Linked DNA regions of Sus scrofa: all the other regions are linked to region 2. Evidence: chromatin contacts called from public promoter capture Hi-C data. All regions are on one chromosome and are shown on one strand. Each heading gives the region's core, a stretch centred on a gene start, on an enhancer-like site or on the middle of the called end of the contact. The rest is flanking DNA. Distances are from core to core; before and after follow the strand shown.

Evidence for each region. Promoter capture Hi-C pulls out the DNA fragments that hold promoters and counts their contacts.
Region 1: a contact with region 2 is called in a promoter capture Hi-C map of fetal liver, with 3 times the contacts expected there. The contact joins the promoter of ZNF397 here to the promoter of MAPRE2 in region 2. A contact is called at or near these places in 1 of 5 promoter capture datasets (fetal liver) and 1 of 2 datasets of contacts at active chromatin or transcription factors (skeletal muscle).
Region 3: a contact with region 2 is called in a promoter capture Hi-C map of liver, with 4 times the contacts expected there. The contact joins the promoter of ZNF24 here to the promoter of MAPRE2 in region 2. A contact is called at or near these places in 2 of 5 promoter capture datasets (fetal liver and liver) and 1 of 2 datasets of contacts at active chromatin or transcription factors (skeletal muscle).

What each region holds. Positions count from the first base shown.
Region 1 is chr6:119,074,571-119,078,741 of Sscrofa11.1, forward strand. ZNF397 (zinc finger protein 397) reads left to right here and starts at 2,225. Exons shown (of 6, transcript XM_013999293.2): 1 at 2,225-3,749; 2 at 3,904-4,171. The coding sequence starts at 3,745. It overlaps LOC102163786 (a long non-coding RNA gene), which reads right to left and starts at 2,027. Exons shown (of 3, transcript XR_304095.3): 1 at 1,818-2,027.
Region 2 is chr6:118,815,131-118,819,072 of Sscrofa11.1, forward strand. It overlaps MAPRE2 (microtubule-associated protein RP/EB family member 2), which reads left to right and starts at 1,837. Exons shown (of 8, transcript XM_021096265.1): 1 at 1,837-2,442.
Region 3 is chr6:119,165,454-119,169,472 of Sscrofa11.1, forward strand. It overlaps ZNF24 (zinc finger protein 24), which reads right to left and starts at 1,751. Exons shown (of 4, transcript NM_001243375.1): 1 at 1,660-1,751.

The DNA of each region.
Region 1 (4,171 bases), core at 975-3,474, 260 kb after region 2:
GTTCCCTCTTCCTGCCTCTGGATATCATCTGTAATCTGGAGCTAAGACAGACATTTAGGACCATGAAGGAAGCCAGACTGGCAGACTGGAAGAAAAGTCAACATACTTAAAGGTGGAGGAGCAAAAAGAGGAAAGGGACCTGGGTTCTTGTCAAGCCATTAAATTAACCAATCCTGGGATGACCTTACTTCCATGCATGTAGCTGTTAGGTAGTAAAAAGGCTTAAACATTAAGGACATTTAGTAAGGTTTTCTATTACTGCAATTGAGAGCATTTCTTCTCTCTCAACAGTTCCATTCCTGAACAGTAAGCTTCTCAATATAACAAGGTGTGGTAGACTGAATGCAATAATAACGGCCTCAGTTGCCTACGTTGAAGCTGCTCTTCCAATTAAAAAGTGGAGTCTATTTCAATACCCTTCCCTCCATGAGTCTAGTCCTGCCAACAGAATACAGAAGTAATATAATGCCAGTTCCGGTCCCAGGTCCTAAGAGAACAAGCCTCTTCCCCTCCTCCTTCACTGTGTTGGAAACCAGGACCCAAGGAGTTCTCATTGTGGTTCAGCAGGTTAAGAGCTGACTGGTGTCCATGAGGATGTGTGTTCCATCCCTGGCCTTACTCAGTGGGTTAAAGGATCTGGCATTGCGGTGAGCTGCAGTGTAGATTGCAGGTGTGGCTTGGCTCTGGCATTGCTGTGGCTGTGGTGTAGGCTGGCAGCTGCAGCTCCAATTTGATCCCTAGCCTGGGAAATTCCATCAGCCACAGGTGTGGCCATGAAAGAAAGAGAGGAAGGAAGGAAGGAACCAGGACCCTGTAAGAAAGCCTAGGCTAACTCCTGAATGATTAGAGATTACATGGCGAGAAGCTTTATGGAGGACGATCGAGTTACTCCAGCCAAAAGGCAGCACCAAGTCCACAACAATGTGAGACACCATCTTGCACCTTCCAGTTCTGATCAAGTTAAGCAGTCGGCACCTCAGAAAGCATGGCTAGCCATCTCTGCTAAGCCCTGCCTGAATCCCAGAGCACAGACCTGTGAGCAATAAAACACACCTGCTGTTTTTAGTCATTAAGTACTGCAGTGGTTTGTTAGGCAGCAACAGCTGAAACACAAGGTAGTATTATTTGTTCTCTTGTTTGGTAAAATTGCTATAGTCTGTTCACAACAGTTAAGAATTAGTGAGCTACTCTGAATGCTAATGAATAATAATAATAATGTGTTTTGTCTTAGCTCACAAAGGAGAATTTCTGTGTCACCTTCTACTAACATTTACAATACAAAAACGGGAAAATATTTGTAACAAATGAAGAGTCCATATCCTTAGCAAGTAAAAAATTCTTGCAAATACAAAAGAAAAATAGTAACAACTCAATTTTAAACATGGGAAACGCCATTTCCTTGAAGAACCATAAATGGTCCATAAACATGAGGGAAATATAACCTCAAGCTCCCTAACTTAAAGGAAATGCAAGTTAAACCAACAAGAGGCATCATTTTTAAAGCTACTGAATGGCCAAATAAAAATTTAAACACTAAGACAAAGTGCGCTAGCCTCAGTGAAAAATGGGAAAACCCTGGTTAGAGGCACAAAGTCTGAAATCCCAGGGTGTCCCTGAACTACAATTTTGGCATCTCTGGGCACGAGCTGCTTGACTTTGGGCAGTGTCTACGTCTGTAAAATGGGTATGTTATAGCTACAGCACGAGCGTTGTAAGGTTCAAATAGGCCCACGGAAGAGCAATATAAGCGGTTTCTACTTTTTGTTCAGTCCCTTCATCCACGCATCTACTTCTGTCGTTAAGTACTGCAAACTCACAGGAATTACAGGAAAATCCGAAATCTTTTCTGAAAAATTGGAGGTGAAATGACTCAGAAGTGAGAAGACACCAAGTACGGCGGGCGGGTGGCGGTGAAAGAAAGCTAGGGTAAGAGGCGGCCGAACAGAGGTGCCCTCTGGGTGTGACGGCCTCCTAAAGAAACCCCAGCTGCTAGCTCACTCTTGCCTCGGCGTCGACGCTCGGCGGGACCACGGCCACCTGGGGAAGGCGGTGGGAAGGGCGGAGTCAACGCGCTGATTGGCTGCCTCTGAGCATGGGGCGGGGACGGACGGACCTCAGGAGGGCGGGCGAGCGGAAGGCTGCCGGGGCGCACTTCCGGTCTTTGTCGCTCGCCTCTGCAGGTCCGGGGCTTGCTCCCTGGCCGCTCCTCTGCTTCGCGGTGAGGGACGCGGGACCCGAGACGGAGGGGGTGGGGGGAAGGCACGCGGCCGGGCCGGCGGGCGCCGGGTGGAGAAGCCCCGCTCTTCGGCCTGCTCATCCCCGGGTCTCGGCACCTTTTCCGGGCAGCGTCTCTTGAGCCTCCTGGGAGCTCATAGGAGGCCAACACTCAAGACCCTGCTTTCCTGCGGAAAGGGCAGTTTTTCCCTCTTCACTTCGCCAGTTGCTGTGACTTTACCGGGATGTAGAAATAGAAGGGCTAGCGCGGCAGGGCTGGTTAATAAACCACAGATTTATCAGCTAAATAATCAGATCTCTAAAGCTAACTGTAGTGTTAGGGTTAAATTGTGCGGATCTGTCCTGTTCATTCAAGGGCATACCCTTCAGTCAATATTCTCCCATCCAAAAATCAGATCATGTTCGATCTATATTACAAAATTTAAAACACAATTACTTTTGCCATATTTCACTTTTTAAAATTTTTACCACCGTATATCCTAAGCTTTTTGAGAGTTGTGATTAACCTTTTTGCTTTTGTGTCTCTGTAATATCTGACATGTTTTTGAGAACATGGTAAGCATTTAACAAAAACTTCTTGGTTAATTTCTTGGTAGACCCAAGCAAATACCTTCACAAACAAAAACCTTTGTGTTCTAATACCCAGCTCAGGACAGAGCCTCAGTGCCTCATTGTTTGTTGGAAAAATGCATTAAATACTAAATTTGATCAAATGGCAAATGCCTAACAACGTTTTTATTTAAATCTACTCATGTGTAATACAGATTTTTAAAAAAATTTTTATTACAGCTTTAAATGAAAAGCAGTATTATTTGCTTAGGTAGAAGGTAACTAAAAATCAATTTTAACAAAATTGATACCGTTACCCATGGAAGTGTGAGGCCTATACTTTATTTAAAAAGGAGTTCAGGAGTTCCCATCGTGGCGTAGCATAAACGAATCCGACTAGGAACCATGAGGTTTTGGGTTCAGTGGGTTAAGGATCTGGTGTTGCCATAAACTGTGGTGTAGGTCGCAGACTCGGGTCGGATCTGGTGTTGCTGTGGCTCTGGTGTAGGGGACCCCTTGCCTGGGAACCTCCATATGCCGTATGTTCAGCCCTAAAAAGACAAAAAAAATTATAAAAATGAAAAGGAATTTGGCAAGTTTGACAGATTATTCTCCTTTATGCATTCAGAACTGAAAAGGAATTGAAAAGGAAATTTCCCAACATGTGATTCATGTTAATATTGCATTCTTGGAGTTCCCACTGTGGCACAATGGGATCAGCAGCCTCTCTGGAGTGCTGGGATGCGGGTTTGATCCCTGGCCCACACAGTGGGTTAAGGATTTAGTGTTGCTACAGCTGCAGCATTGGTCTCAACTTTGGCTTGGATCTGATCCCTGGCCTGGGAACACCATATGCCCTTGGGGGTGGGAGTATGTGTGTGTGTATATATATATTCTTTTGCCTCTAAAATATAACTTCTCATAGTATAAATATGGTAGGAATTCTGCAAAATTGGACCGATGAGGTGAGTGATTTTTCACATTTGTCACTTGATTATTACTTATTTAAAGTCTCATTCCTGATGCCTTTCAATATATTACTCCCTTGACTGATCTTTATTATTGTAAGTTCTTAGATTTTTTTTTTCATTACTGTAACAGTGCTTTTATATCCTTCAGGAAAGAAGAGATTATTCCAAGAGACTCTGAAGTACAGTACCCAGTTGGTAGTGAGCTTTCTGCTAAACTGTTTCAGCCCAGAATGGCTGTGGAATCCAGAGCAGTTTCAACCCCAGTACCTCAGAATCCTCAGGAACAAGAGCTCATACTAGTAAAAGTAGAAGAAAGCCTTTCGTGGGGCCAGAAATTTAAGCAGAATGGGAGTACCCGATCCTGCCAAGAACTGTTTCGCCAGCAATTCAGAAAGTTTTGCTACCAGGAGACGCCT
Region 2 (3,942 bases), core at 587-3,086:
TTACAGCAGCATGATCCAGCCTGCCCTAACAGATGCGCCAGCTCAATTCACCCTGATCACCATTTATGCAGCAGCCCACAGCTACGTATGTGGCTGTTATACCAGTAAGCGATGTTTATGTGTGTGTTGGCCCCAGTCAGTGTTGAAGGAAAGTCTCACAGAAATATCTGGAAACAGCCAGAAGGTAGCTAGGACAGTCATGCTGTGTGAGCCATATCCCTGCCAGGTCCCTGGATTAGCACTGAGGGCTTTCCAATGCAAATAATCACTTTGATTTATTACCAAGGAGGTATCAGTTATATGAGAAGAGAGAGGAGTTTAATTTAGAACACACCGAAACTCCTAGGAGAGTGGGAAATTCAGTGGAAGTGCCTAGCAAGTAATTGGTAATCCAGAAATGGGGCTTGGACATGGGTCAAGAATGTGGGTATAGATTCAGAAGTAATCTCCACACACTTGAAAGCTGAGCATAAGATATGAATAAAATTTCCAAGGGAAATGATAGAAAGTGAGAAAAATAAAAAGCCAAGAAATGAGTCTTAGGAAACAATGATGGGGGTGGAGGGGGGGAGGATTGAGGCAGAGACTGGAGAAGCAAGAAAGGGAAATGTGAGAACTTTGATGAAAATACCCATTCATTTTGAGAGCTAAGAATACCATATCTTCATTAATAAATTCATTTCAATTTCAATTTCAGGGTTTTTAATGAGGATAAAAAATGCACTACTCCATACAGTCCATTTATTCACTCAGATATTAAAATGGATTACCCATCCAGCAGGCAACTGGACATTATCTGTAATAAAAAGCAAAATGATTTAATTCAGTGTCCCAAAAATATCTATCAAGATTTAAAGTTTTACAGAAGAAACAGAACTTTTAAACATGGATGATTTCCTCTTCATCGTAGTTGTTCATTTATGCAACAAACTTATTCTACCCTTTTGGCCCTTGCTAGGTGATTTGGGCATACAGTAGTTATTTTGCAGGCTGGCTATCTCATCCCCTGTGCCCATTTCACACACCACTCCCCCTGCCAATATGCTGGACTTCGTGCCAGCTTCACTTCTGCAAAGATGACCCCAAGAGCTAATCAGCTAACACTTGTCAAACCCTAGGTGTGTGTGCTAGGCACACATTAAATGGGTTTTCTCATTTAATCTTCAAGATATTGGTATCATCCTATTTTACAGAAATGGTGGTTCAAATATCAAGACACTTCCCAAGGTCACAAAGCTATTAAGTGGTGCAGTGAGGACTCAGAATAGGCTGGCCACTGCTAAAGGGTGCTTGGAGCCTTGCTACTCAAAGTGTGGACCTCAAACCAGCAGCACTGATGTTACGTAAGAGTTTGCCAAACTACAGAATCTCAGATCCAACCTAAGGCCCACTCAATCAGAATTTGGCTTTAACAAGGTCTCCAAGTGATAGCTCTGCGCATTAAAGTTTGGAAAGCACAGTGCTAAGTCATTCCACTATGCAGACTTTGCTTTAATGAATGCTAGGGACATGGGGACAATCTTTCCCCAGTGTTGCAATTGGGTGTGTGTAGGGGGGGCACAAAGGTATATTTGTTCTCCAGGGCAAAAGGAAGGATTCAGATAACAGGTTCTTGCAGTTTCAAACACTATAGATCAGCAAAGGTCAGGACCACTTCCAAAAGCAGCAGATACTGAGCTGCGTCTTGAAGCTAGAACATTTTCTTAATTCATTTCATTAAAACTAGGCGCTGTTCCAAATGGACAAGTGCCCACATCAATAATCCGGAGTTAGCTTCTCCAGCCTGGATTCCATTTTCCAAATAGAAGCCAAATATCATCGGCACCAACAAGCAGATTTGAAACTTCAATAGAACTTGCTATTATTTATTACCTTGTTTATCATATTGTTCAGCTTAGAATGGCATGGTTTAATTACTAATGTTCATGACAGAACTCGTTTGCTCCTCAGTATCAACTGTTCCCCAGGTCTGAGTACAAACACTTGGTGTCAAAGGCAGTGATGTGCAGGTCCCCAGTTACCGGTACTTAATTCAGGGTATGGGGTTGCCTCCTCAAGCCTCCTTTCTAAGCCGAGCCGGCCTCCTCCCTCTCGGGTGGGGCTCAACAACTCAGCTTCTTTCACTGTCTGGCACTTTAGTCCTTGTCACCAACTCACCCTGGCTTCCCAGGGCCCTAACCAGCGTTCCACCTTCCAACTGACCCTTTGGCGAGTCCCCTCGGACCTGCCCGGGCTCTCGTCGGCTGTTCCCACCTACTCCTTGCACCCCCAGGCAGAGGTTACCCGGGCCCCGCGCTGTCCGGTGGCCCCGCGGAGTAGCAGCGGCGACAGCAGACGGCGAGTCACGTGTGGCAGTGGGGGCGGAGCGCAGCGGGCCGGGTGGGTGGAGAAAACAAAGCCCCCAGCTGTCAGTAGTGGAAGGAGGCGGCAGCGCCGGAGCAGGTGAGTCAAGTGCATTTAAAGCGGTACCGCCCTAGCGCACCCCGACCCCCCAGCCCTGGCGCTGTACCTCCCAGGCCCCGCTCTGGCCGCGCCCCCTCCCGCCGCTGGGGGTGCAGTCCGCCGATGGCGGAGAGCGCGGGACCGGGGGTCTCTGAGCCCCGCAAGAAGTTGTGCAGGGGTTGGCGCCGCGGCCCCCGGGTGTGCACCCGCCGCCCTCCTGCAGGCTGCATCGCCTCTTTGGGGCCTCAGTACTGCGCACCCCAGGAAAAGGGAGGGAATCAGGGCTGCCACGCTGGCAAAGGCAAAGTGGACTGGCTGGGGCCGGGGTGTGTGTGTGTGTGTGGCGGGGGGGGGGGGGGGCGGTCAGGGCTGAGCTGGCCAGGACAGGGACACGGCGCTGGTGAAAGAGGGGGTCTTGAGAGTGGGCGCCCGCAGCGCGCGGACCTGGCGGCGCCAGAGTTGGGGCCCCGGAACTGGGAACTGGGGGCGCTGGCAGGGGCTGCGAGCTTCGGGACGGATCAGGAAGTGCGGCGCATCGGAGCCCGCCGGCTGGGGATCAAACCTTGGACCTCTGCCGCGCGCCCCGGGCTTCTCCTCCAGCCTCACCTCTACCCACTTGGACTCCGGCTCCGGCTTGTGCTCCCGGCGCCCGGGACGCTGAAGCCGGCTGGGGTGGAAAGAAAGCAGATTATTCTGAGCTGAAGTGGTTCTTCTTCAGGGAGCACCCTGAGTGCAGGGAGAGGGCTACTTAGCGACTCCCCACTCTTGTTTCCGTAAGAAAATCTTCAACCCACCCTTAGAAGGGCTGGACAGTGACCAGATATTTCATAAAGGGCATGCAGGAGGGGTGGGCACAGAAAAGACCCTCCCCTCCGAACCAGGAGCTCTCGGTAATGCAGACTTATCAGACCTCGAAAGGGCCAGTAGAGTTGGTCATCCCTTGAATCACTTTGCCAGTTCCGTACCGAGGGCCGCCCAGTCAGGGGGCAGAGCTGTAACCTCGGTGGCAGGGGCGCTGCAGCCATTTGATCGGGAGGAGCCTTTGTCTTAACCCCCAGCCCCCTTCTGTTAAGTCCTCGGCCGGGTCAGTAGCGCGTGGAGTAATTAATATTCTGAACATTAGCCGTCCCTTCACGCCAGCACCAGCCAACACTGCTGTCCCCTCCTGCGGGCTTTCTTCAGCACTTGCGCACGTCCTCTCCTAGGCCAAAAACATGGAACGTGGTCCAGAGCCTCCAGGCAAGAGGAGGTCACTAGACGCACTATAGCGCAGTCGCGTAAAATCAAGGGTTAAGTGTTCAAACCTGCACCCGCCCGCCCGCGAGGAGACGGAAGAACTTTCTTGATTAGCATAGTATCTGCCCTGGGGCCGCATTGCCAGGCGGCAGCTTGGTCCCAGCGAGGTGAAGCGTGCAATTCTGTCTCGATTGAGCTTTGACACAGCAGCTTTGACACAGCAGCACCTGCTTCAGTCTGAAGGTCCTGAGCCTTACAGATTTG
Region 3 (4,019 bases), core at 501-3,000, 350 kb after region 2:
ATATGGTTGAAAAAAATCAAAAGAACACTTCATGTCAGGTGAATATTGATAGAAATGAAAGTGTCTGTCTCCATAAATAATTTTACTTATTTGTTCACTATTGATGCTACAACAGCGTGACTACTGTACTCTACTCAATAGAGTTGAGTAGTTGCAATAAATGCTACATGTCATGAAAAACTTAATATTTACCATCTGGCCCTTTTGAGAGAAGTATGCCAATCTATGTCTACAAAACTTGCCTATCTCGGTGTTATCTAAATGGAACACATTATTTGCAATTCAATACCGGTGTAACCTGACACACCTGAGTCACCTCAAAAGGAGGGGTATCTTTTTTAGCACCTGCTTAAAAAATTTTGACAATTTTTTTTTTTCAGGGCTAAGAAATAGTTTTAAAATGTTTAAGAACTCCCTGGACTAAAATATACATGAAAAAAATATTCACCTGCTCAATAACAGATACATGATGTTGAAAAAAACCACTAGGTGCCATAAAATTCAAATATTATTCAGTCACCCGAGACACCATAAGTACCTTTCAATTTGTAATGTGGGCATTAATCATAGCAAATTCTATGAAGAAAAGGGACTCTCATAACACCTTGACTTCCCACAGTGGCGCAGACTCTAATCCTTACACTGGATGACTCACAATCTCCCCAGCTTCTACCTTCAGGGAAACCTTGGGCTATTTCTGATCCTTTCCTTAGTATTTGCACAGTCATGCCTATGCCATTGTTTAAAACACCTACTGGGAACAAGCCATGCAGTTACTCAATATTATCTATTCAGGGCCCGGAATCTGAAAGTCAGTAACTGCCCAAAACTTCCTGTAAACCTATCAAGTCTAGGTATCAGAAAAAAATCTTACCAAGTAATATACATACAGGTTTGTTTAAGCACTCTGGAGTGTGGCGGCCTTATAAACAAGGTTTAGCCAACAGTATTCGTTTGTTCCTATTCCAAAACCCTACCTTACCATTGGCTCAAACACTCTAGAAAAATAAAATTTCTCTCCCCTTTACGTTTTCATACAGCACCCTGCCGATGGGACGTGAGGAGGTGCGGGGAATGCGAACCCGCAGTCCCAACCAGGTTTGCGCAGGGAGTCCTGTCCCACGCGACCTTCCCACTCACTCAGCGGAGTGCCGTGGCGAACCCGGCCCCCACCAGACCACTCCAGCCCCTCTTCTCTCCACACTCCCGGCTGCGGCTTTCGGAAGACCAGAGGCCACCTAGCCTCAACAGCGCCGGAGTCACGGCACTTCCGCTCGAGGCCGGCCAAACTACAAGTCCCGGCAGCCACGGCGGAGGACCGCCCACCCCCCTCCACCCGAAAAGAATCCCAGAACCCTCCGCGAGATGCCAGGGCCTCGAAATAGAACAAAACCGGCCGATGGGGGAGGGGGGAAGGCGGGGGTCGCGGAAGGCACAAGGAAGGGAGGACTCTCCAAGGGTGCCGAAAGCCCTATCTGGCTTTCTGTCTATCCCTCCCTGTCTCCCAGCTGCTGGGCGCTGAGACCGTGGCCTGTCCCCCGCGCCTCCCGGGAAGCCAAGGAAGGTCACCGCCAAGCTTTTTCGCTAACTCTTGCCAAGCGGACCACAGCCTCTAGCCCAGCCTCCCTCGCACGCTCTTCCCCCCTCTCTCGCGCAAACCTCAAGCTCGGGAACTGCAACCGCTTCGCTGTCCACGGCCGACGCAGAAACGCCGCCGCTCACAAGCCGTTTCCCAGAAGCCCCCGGCGCAGACTGCTTCCGGTCTGTGGGCCCCAGGAGGCGGGGGGTAGGCGAAGCCCCGCGTTGCCATAGAGATGCGCTCCGGGCTGGGGGAAGGGCTGTCCAACTACAATGACCGCTTTGAGGCTGCGCTTGGCCTCACGCCTCTCTCCCCTGGTTAGCCCAGTCTTCTGTGTTCCCCTTAAAAGACCAGGAAAGGAAAGAAAAAATTCTGCCACTAATGTAGTCTTTACGGTGTCATAAGTCTTTTCACATGCATTATCTCATGTGATCTTCACAGTAATCCTCTGAAAGAAGTAACAAAAGCTAATATTTATGTGTGCTAACCACGTTGTACCAGGTTCTGTCACCGTGGTTTACATGTCTTGTAATTTAATTTTCGTGAAAACCCTATGATGTAAGAACTTTTATTATCCCCATTTCACAGCTGAGGTAATTGAGGCTCAAGTAAATAGCTTGCGGAGAATACATAACTAGTAAGTACGAAGCAAGATTTGAAGCCAAGGCATGACTCTAACCTTTGGCTACCATTTGCTGTGCTATAGAGCTTTATTATGACTAATTAATTTGTCAGGGAAACAAGATGAGACTCTTAATCAAGAGCTTTGGCAATGATCGCAGAGTGAATTTGCAGAATGCATGGTTATCTTCTGACTTTAGGCTTGACATTTCATACTACAAAACAGCTGCCAAAGTGATTTAAAAACATAAATCAGACCACTTAATGCCCCTACTTAAAGGCCTTCAGTGGATCCCTACTGCATTAATTATGACATTAAAAACTGCTTACATTGGCCTGTAAGGCCCCCTGTGGTTTTTCCCTGCCCCCACCTTACCCCCACACCCCAGCTCTTAGCCTTGTTGTGGCTGGCAATCGTCAGCCTTCCTGACCATTTCTTCCTCCTGGAAGCCTTCTCACGCTCATAGCACTGGGTAGAAGTGATCTTATGTATTCATTTCACTGGTTTTTGTTTTATTTCGTTTTGTTTGTAAGTCCCATAAGGGCAGGGACCTTGCCTGTCTTGTTCACCACAGTATTCCCATGTAGTCCCGGGATGCTGACTGCCTGGTACATAGAGAACTCAATAAATATTTGTTGAATAAATGAATGAAATGTGGGCTGGTCACATTGCTGCCTTTGCTAGGTCACATGTTCAGCATCAGGAACCACACAAAAGAGCCCTGTTGTTTAAGGTCTATGTTAGAAGTACAGGTCCAGCCTTCCAGCAGCCTTCCAAGATCTTCAGGCTTCAGCTTTCTGCCTCTTTCAGAGTGCCCTTTGCAAAGTGCCCTTAGGCTCTGCTGAATTCATGAATGAGAGCGCAAGTGAGTCAGCTGATGATCCCATAGCACTACTTTACTCTCTGACCAGGATTTTGCCTCCCCAGAACACCTGCTACTTCTGATGGCCCTTCTTCTCTTTCTTTTTTAGGAGGTTTCTGAAATCCAGACTTTTTTTTTTTTTCTCTTTTCTACTTGGCTACTACCACCAACCTGCTTGGCTGCTCTTCCCAACCTTTCCGTCTTTTGTGACTCTAAAAGCTAGCTCAAGGCATTTTTGTTTTGCTTTGCTTTAAGAGGTTTTTTAACATCTAATTAATGTTGGAAAACAAAAAATATACACATCAAACAGACATATCTGGGGAGGTTAAAAATGCAAGATTTTACGAAACTCTTTGCCTGGTGTTCATTCTGTCACTTTTAATTTTTTTCTGAGAGAGTAAATGGAAACCACCATGAAGTTTTCCTCTCTAATTTGCTCGTTTGAGGGCCGGGACTGCCAACACCCACTTTGAAACACCATCCTTCTGAGCCCTACTAGGTGAGCTCTTTCCTGAATGGTGACCTCTGTTGCTATCTTAAAGATATAGTCAAGATAGAGCATCATGTTCCTCTGGGCAACCTGAATGTAGGGAAAACCTCCGTGCCAGTGCCTGCTGACCTTGCACATATCCACAGAGGCCACAGAGACAATGCTTGAGCAGCAGCTGCTCTGAGTCTTGGCAGAAAACCCTGTGATCCTCCTGAAAGAGGAGAGGCTCCTGATGAGCTGTTACAAGGCCATTTGCCACTCAGCTCCCTGTCTTCCCAGGAGGCTGTCGTGGAACCATTGCTCCTGGCTTCCCCAGGTTGTGATGAGGCTTTCTGCCTCACCTGCCTGGAGTCCAGCTGCAGACTATATAAAGGCTTAGATGCAGTGGCATTCGCACCTCAGCAACAAGGGGTTTTACAGCTCGGGTTGAAAAGAGCAAAACCCTGTGGTCTGTTCCCCCCTCCTC